Linked DNA regions of Bombyx mori: region 1 is linked to region 2. A link is a contact called in public Hi-C data. All regions are on one chromosome and are shown on one strand. The core of a region is the stretch at or near the end of the contact, and the rest is flanking DNA. Distances in the headings are between cores, read along the strand shown. Region 1 holds the start of LOC101744693 (IQ motif and SEC7 domain-containing protein 1). Region 2 overlaps LOC101744693 (IQ motif and SEC7 domain-containing protein 1).

Region 1 (4,092 bases), core at 1,177-3,676, 63 kb after region 2:
AAGGAAACACTCCACAATCGTAAGACAGTGATATAATGACTTGTATAAAGTTTCATTGGTTCAATCGAATCGCGATTAGATGTGTTGTAAGCTATAGTCTTACGGTCTAGTCAAAAACATTGAGAAATTACATGTCGGTTGGTTTTTTTTTCTAGAGGCTATATCAGCGTCGCCTTAACTAGTAGTTGAGCTTACGGGGCTCAAACATGATGACGTTGCTAACACGAACCCTAGCAAGAGCCGTGCTTCGCAGAATCTACCACCGGATCGGAAACGCGACCCACTGAGAAGAACCGGCGAGAAACTCAGTGTGCTGTGTCCGAGGGTTAATTTACTCGTCGAGCCCTTCGTCGCAAGCGACGGGTTCGACGAGAACGATGACCGGCACATCTAGGTTGGACTTGCACGGTGGTTATTCCGGAGACGTCTGATTGATTCGCGATATTAACAAACAAACAAACTGTTACTAAGCGCGAGTGTTCTCAAGCCACGTTACAACCAGTTTCATTTTGCCAACTGGTTACTAAAACCAATTACTGTCGGTGTAACATATCAAATTTATAACTGAAATGAAAAGTCAATGGTGACCTCACAAATCAGATGGCTATTGTCTTCGGCGTGGGCGTGAGCATCCGACTTCGTAAGTTCTTGACGACGAGCCATCATTAATCATTGCCAGTAGCCACTGACAATAGATATTGGGTCAAACTATGGGAAAATCAATTTACACTAAGCCTTCAAAGCTTAGACAACAGAATGACAAGTCATTAGGTAACAATCGAATATCATTTACCTTCCAAAACATATATGTTCAAAGCATCACATAATGGGAAGTGGAAATGGAAAGTTAAGAGATTTTATTAGTGATTTTAATTACATCTCACCATCTGAGGTATTAGATATGAAGTACATAATATATTTTTCTTAATGAACCGAAACAAAAGCAATTATTAGCAGCTTAATTCATGTATTTAATCATCAACATCTAGTAATATATAAAAATTGAAATGTTTTATTTATTTGTTTAATTAGTTGCACCAACAAAGTTACTCACCAATTCAGGGCATCGATAAAATGATAAGAAGGTATGCTATAAATGTCACCTTAATTATAGGCACAAACGACAGGGCTATAGATGAGAAGATATTGAAATTAGAAACAAGAATAATTGCATAATAATACAATTTAAAAAATTCAAACTACTCTCATTATTTTGCAGTGCTTACCATGATCAGAGTGAAACTAATCTTAAATTCAAGCTAAGTATAATCATGAAATAAAATTTTTGATCAATAAAAAGTTCCTACAGAAAATGATATTGTCATGTAACATATTGAATTAAATTCATGTAACAGTTTGAAACATTTATCCATTAGAGCTTCATATAATTTTGATATATTTTTACCTAAGGCTAATTATGACTTGCTATTCGAAAATTAAGGATAAATGAAAATTTAGGATAAATGAATAAAAATAAATTAAATTGCCTGGATTCATGATTTTAAGGATGATTGTACAATAAATGTTATTTACTGGAAATCTCAGTTGTTTTAAAATTATTTTTATACTAAGTAATATAGATTTAAATTTTATTTTGTATAGCACTCCAACATATTAATTGATGGTTTATAAATAAAAAAAATCTTAATAAGAAATGATTAGCGGTCACTAGCTTTGCAGTCTTTCAAAAGTACATCACTTGGTCTTTAGACATAAGTATCTTTTTTATTAATTATCAATGAAAATTATGTATACGCATGTACTAACCCAATGAAATACTTCCCCATTTGGACCCAACAACAGCTAACTAAAAATATCGCAAAAGACGTCGATCTCAAAACTAAATATTTAAACTAATTAGGAAATACAACACAAAGTACAAAGCGCACAATTTTATTCATGTAAAGCTGTAAATACCAAGATTTGGGCTAGATAAGGTATTCTAACGGAAATAGAATTTAATTCAACGGACTTAAACACTTGGTTCAACTTTTGAAACTTGTTTTATAGTCTTAGCGGTTTTTAATAGTGACAGTAGATTTTTATAAATTTTGTTTATGAATATCAGTAGTCATAACAATACAGTAATGTAGACAAAAGGGGGTAAATATCGATCATACTCACCATAACACGATTCGCCGGTAACTCGAAGATCGTAACGCTTAACGCGTTTTGAGTCACAATTTACCACACAAACGTTCACTAAAACTCACATCACACACTTCACTTATATTTACAACTGCAAAATCGTATTCTCTGAACAAATTTCAGTCACTAAACGTGAAGAATTACACTTTCACAACATTCACCGAACGAATCTCGATATCCGACTGTCACAACACAATTTCAAACGCGAGCGACAACAGACTGACTAAAGGCGAAATTCATTCACCCTACCGCAAACGCGACTACTCTGCTATTGACTCCGTTACTTTTACTATAATGCGGCAAAATTGAAATGACGTTGAAGGCCTCCAAATGTTTCTTAGCCCGAGAACCTCTTATTAAAGAGAGTTGTGTGCAACGCCATCTGCTTACTATTTCAAAACAAATAAAGCGATTGTACTGCCATCTTTTGAAAAGTTGTTATTACGTTTGTAGCTGTCGGAGCTGTCGACATCTTTCATGTTACATTATAAAATATAATTAGTTAAGAGGTGCTTTCAGAGATGGCGCTTTAAGCAAGTCACTGCGTTCCAACAAAATTAAATCTGATCTAATTTTACGATAATTATTATCGTTTCAGCTCCGAGAATTTTTTTTGGTATGAAGGCATTACTATTAACCCGTAGGCTATTCCAACTTTTCTTTAAACTTTAATAATACTTTTCAATCTTTTCACTTTTTTTTTACCTATTTCATTATCTCTTTTGTTTTTTTTATTGACATTTAAAAATTAAAAAATAGTGGATGCTAATAATGTTTGTCAACTAAACAAAAAGAGAGAATCGGTTGATAAACAGATGAGAAAATAGTACTCGCTTATACGTATTTACATTTGATCGATAAAATTATTATCTTTTTTTTATTGCTTAGATGGGTGAACGTGTTGACAGCCCACCTGGTGTTAAGTGGTTACTGGAGCCCATAGATATCTACTACGTAAATGCGCTACCCACCTTTAGATATAAGTTCTAAAGTCTCAGTATAGATACAACGGCTGCCCCATCCTTCAAACCGAAACGCATTACTGCTTCACGGCAGAAATAGACAGGTGGTGGTACCTACCCGTGTGGACCCATAAGAGGTCCTACCACCAGTAATGAGTGCCCTGTGACAGATTTTTCTTCAAACGAAGCTAGGCATGGACCCATAATACTGCTGACGTCCATGAATAATAGTGAGCGCTCATTACCAGGTGGATCGTATGCTGGCCAAAGATGATAAATGATGAAAGACAAAGGACAAAAGCGCCTTTTCATGTTCACGATTTTGTGACTTATTGTAATATATTGTTCTGATATCCATTGTTGTTTTTTGAAACCTTTAAATGTAACCAACTATGTAATTGACAATAAAATATTGTTAAATGTTTCAATCCGTATTGCACAATCAAAACATATTATGATCTTTGTTACGCCGGTATATTATATCCTATTTGTTACGGTTTAACTATTAATCTTTTTTTATTGCCCTTGTAGGCAGACGAGCATACGGCCCACCTGATGGTGAGTGGTTACCGTCGCCCATGGACTTCAGCAGTGCCAGGGGCAGAGCCAAGCCGCTGCTTACCGCTTAATACTCTCCACAAGCCTCGTTTGAAGAAGGACATGTCATAACGCTCGGGAAACACCGTGGAGGGGAGCTCATTCCATAGCCGGATGGTGCGTGGCAAAAAAGACCTCTGGAAACACACTATGGATGACCGCAGTGGCTCCAGGTAGTATGGATGAACTCTACTCCGGTGGCGGGCGGTGCGATGGTAAAAACGAGATGCCGGTATCATCTCGAACAATTCCTCAGAGCACTCCCCGTGGAACATACGGTACAAAATACAGAGGGAACCGAAGTCCCTTCGCAGACCCAGAGGTTCCAAACGATCCGTGAGAATGGGATTTATCTTTGTCCTCGTTTAATTGCAATTTGAGTGCA
Region 2 (3,670 bases), core at 822-3,321:
CGGCCAAGAGGACAAATAAATCTATCCTGGATCAGCTTCGCATCCGAGTCAGGCTCTCAACAATCTGTTACCAGAGGATCCTCAGCTACTTCGGTCATATTGCCCGCCGACAGTCAGATAACTTGGACAAAGTGATTGTGACGGGCAAAGTAGAAGGAAAGAGACCCCGCGGCCGATTACCTAGCCGTTGGTGTGATCAAGTAACCGCTCTAACTGGGTTGCCAGTCGCAACCGCCATTCGAGCAGCTGAGGACCGGACGAGATGGAAACAGCTCACGAGACAGGCAACGGTCGAGTTTCAGGGACACGACCTTCAGTAATGAAGAAAGCGACGAAGAAGAAGAAGAAGAAGAAGTAGGCAGACGAGCATACGGCCCACCTGATGGTGAGTGGTTATCGTCGCCCATGGACTTCAGCAATGCCAGGGGCAGAGCCAAGCCACTGCCTACCGCTCATAGCGACGGCAACGTCGAAAGCAATCAGAGATTCCTTAATGCAATCCAAAAGAGACATCACAAAACTCCCTTCTACTTTAGCAGACAGACTCAAATATAAACACATATGCGTGTATTACGTCAATATAATATATCGTGTGTCATCATGAACAATTAAGTTCACGGGAAAACCTGAGTAATTGTTTTAACGAAAATAGCCGAAATAATTCTTCGTAGAACGTTCTGTGTGTAAACATTTTTTTCGTTAAGCACTGTGGCAAAACTGTCGTCACCTGTTTGTGATGACACAGTAGAAAGAGAACAGCATAGCAACATTCGTTTGAGCGAAAGAGAAATAAAAACCTGTTTATTATTATATTTTACTAGTATTTATTAATTTACTAACTGACCCGGCAGACTTCGTAGTGCCTCAATCGATAAATAAAAGACTTTTGTATAAAATAAACTTAAAACAAACAAAAGGAATCCGTCCGACGCGACGGGGGACACATCAAAGGAAAAACAAAATTGTTATTTTTATTTAATTCCGATTTTCATATTTATCTAAGTACCTTTTAAACCTTCTCTGGACTTCCACAAATAATTCAAGACCAAAATTAGCCAAATCTGTGTAGCCGTTCTCGAGTTTTAGCGAGACTAACGACCAGCAATTCATTTTTATATATATAGAGATTGCATGTTTTTACTAACGATGTTTTTAAAATTTCACATTGCTATTGAAGTTTTGATCTAAAGCTTGTTTATGTATGTACATTAATTCATAATTACTCCCATAAAAAGTTCCGGGTAGGCTAGAAATGAAACTTGTCGTATTTTTAATAGGATTTTGTATTAAAATAACTGCAGGAATACCGAGTAAGCTTACTGTTAAATTTATACTACGAGGTAGATTAGCTGGCGCGTGCGCAGTATCGGATATGACGTCACAGCCGTAATAGCGGTTAGCGGTGCGCCAATCATTATGTCTGCGAGTTTCGTTCAATGCAGACGTGTTACTCGCACGATGATTGACGTTTGTCTGGCATAATATTGATGTTACGAAATTACTAGTCATGTCTTAACATATACTTTTTTATTTTTTATTGCTTAGATGGGTGGACGAGCTCACAGCCTACCTGGTGTTAAGCGGTTACTGGAGCTCATAGACATCTACAACGTAAGTGCGCTACCCACCTTGAGATATAAGTTCTAAGATCTCGTATAGTTACAACGGCTGCCCCACCCTTCAAACCGAAACGCATTACTGCTTCACGGCAGAAATAGGCAGGCAGAATATTCATCAAATTTAGTTAATCTATAAGTTCTGTTGTTTTATGTAAATATACGCTTTGTAGGTAAATATACCGTTAATCACGTCCGATATATTTTTTACTATATTATAACAATTTGGTTGTAGGAATGATTCGTTAAAAGCAACCAAAAATAACACTAAATATAAACATCATCAAAAAATCTATATGAAGCTCTAAATACATCAATAGCATTCACGACAGCGTCTTGTGACGTAGTTGGATCGCCCTGGAATCCCCCTATCCACCCCCATTATATTCCCTTCGGGGTATCGTCTCACGCGGTTTCCGCGATAGGAATAACGTACATGCCCTTTTGTATTCGATCGTCGAAAATATTCTATCATTTTTAGTCCCTTTCGGAGACCGCTTGGGCGTCAACATTGATATGGTACTGACGTATAATAATTGTTTCCTGGTATGGAACATCCCTTCGTGACACGAAAGAACGTGTACTGAATGGAAAAAATCTATTAATAAGGGATTCAGATATGTTCTTATCCAACTTATACATTTTTATATTTTTTTATTTTATTACTCGTGGACAGTACTTAACGGTAGGCAGGGGCTTCAATAAGCGACGGTCACCATCAGGTGGGCCGTATGTTCATCTGCTTGCAAGGGCAATAAAAAAAAGGATACCTTTAGGCCACAAGCTTTAGGATACACATTCACGTATCATCAGATGATTTTAACAACAACGATCAATTAAAAAATTTAAAATATCTTTGTCAAAATGATTTATTATTAAAACAAAAATCCACATTTGAATAAAAAAATTATCTATCTGTAAATGAAAATCCGAAAGACGTGCCGCTCGGCTTTGATAAAACAATCGATAGTATTAAACGCTCTTGACTCAAAAGCACTTGTAGGCAACGGGGTTAGAGAATTATAATCGGAAGTATTACAGACGTCACCCGTAAGTGGTGTCACAATCTTCGTATAGAGTACCAATTTATTTTATTCATGACACCAAGGGCGCGACGATTGCGCTATGTCAAATATACCGGTTCTCAAAATATAAATTACTTAAATTTATGAAATTATTTTCTCGTTTGGGTATTATTAGTATTTAGGAAAGAGAATCAAGTTTTCTAATAATATAGGTATAGGTCGTGCACTGAATAATTTTCATAATGAAAGAAGAAGATTGAGTAATCAAATCGAACCCGAGTCCCCAGTGACGACTTAAATTTTCGAAGTTTGGGACGACTTGGGTTTGGTGGTAGATTCTGCTAAGCACGGCTCTTGCTGGGGTTCGTATTAGCAACGTCGTCAGGTTTGAGCCCCGTGAGCTCACCTACTAGTTAAGGTTATGCTGAAATAGCCTTGTGGCGTTTATGAACGCACATTTTTATGATGCGTAAGCCAGAACGCACGAGATGTGGGAAAAAGAATATAGTCTGTGCCACGGGACCTTTTTACCGCCAAATATTTAAAACGTAAAAATAATTTATAATGTGTTAAATAACTAATATAATGTAATTATTTAGAATTATTTATGTAGCTACAACAATAAAATTTATATTGTTCCAACTGTGGTGTTAATTATATAAAACACGACTTTACGGCGAAATAAAGAAGGGACTCTATATGAACTCCCTTAGCCTCTTAAGGCTATCAGGTTAGGTAGGGGAAAAAAAGGTTTGGTCAGTCACCAACCACTATATTATGTTCGGCGAGGATAGGCGGTGTTCCTCTTGTGATGTCTGTAGCCTATTCAAGCTGATTGATAGCATAACTTTCAATCCCAAAAAGTACAGGTAAACGTATCAAGAATTTCTTAGACTTAATTTATCATACTAAAATACATCAGTTTTCGGGTATTTGCCCACCACTCTTTCCCACCACTGTAATTCCTGTGTATCCACAGCGGCGACCACACGAAAATACTCCGAACGATGAAGTTCGGGTTACCCGAAA

What was found. A called contact is a pair of places that touch in the nucleus more often than the background predicts.
Region 1: a Hi-C map of whole pupa shows a contact between it and region 2, with 2.0 times the contacts expected there. The contact joins the promoter of LOC101744693 here to the enhancer-like site in region 2. A contact is called at or near these places in 2 of 7 Hi-C or Micro-C datasets (midgut and whole pupa).

What each region holds. Positions count from the first base shown.
Region 1 is chr27:6,410,229-6,414,320 of ASM3026992v2, forward strand. LOC101744693 (IQ motif and SEC7 domain-containing protein 1) reads right to left here and starts at 2,427. Exons shown (of 23, transcript XM_021346151.3): 1 at 2,125-2,427.
Region 2 is chr27:6,347,715-6,351,384 of ASM3026992v2, forward strand. All of the region lies in intron 2 of LOC101744693 (IQ motif and SEC7 domain-containing protein 1), which reads right to left. Among protein-coding and RNA genes, the nearest start is that of Mir2778a-4, 36 kb to the left of the region's middle. Within about 2 kb of position 2,072, at least 8 of the 8 cell types and tissues checked have open chromatin away from gene starts, as enhancers often do.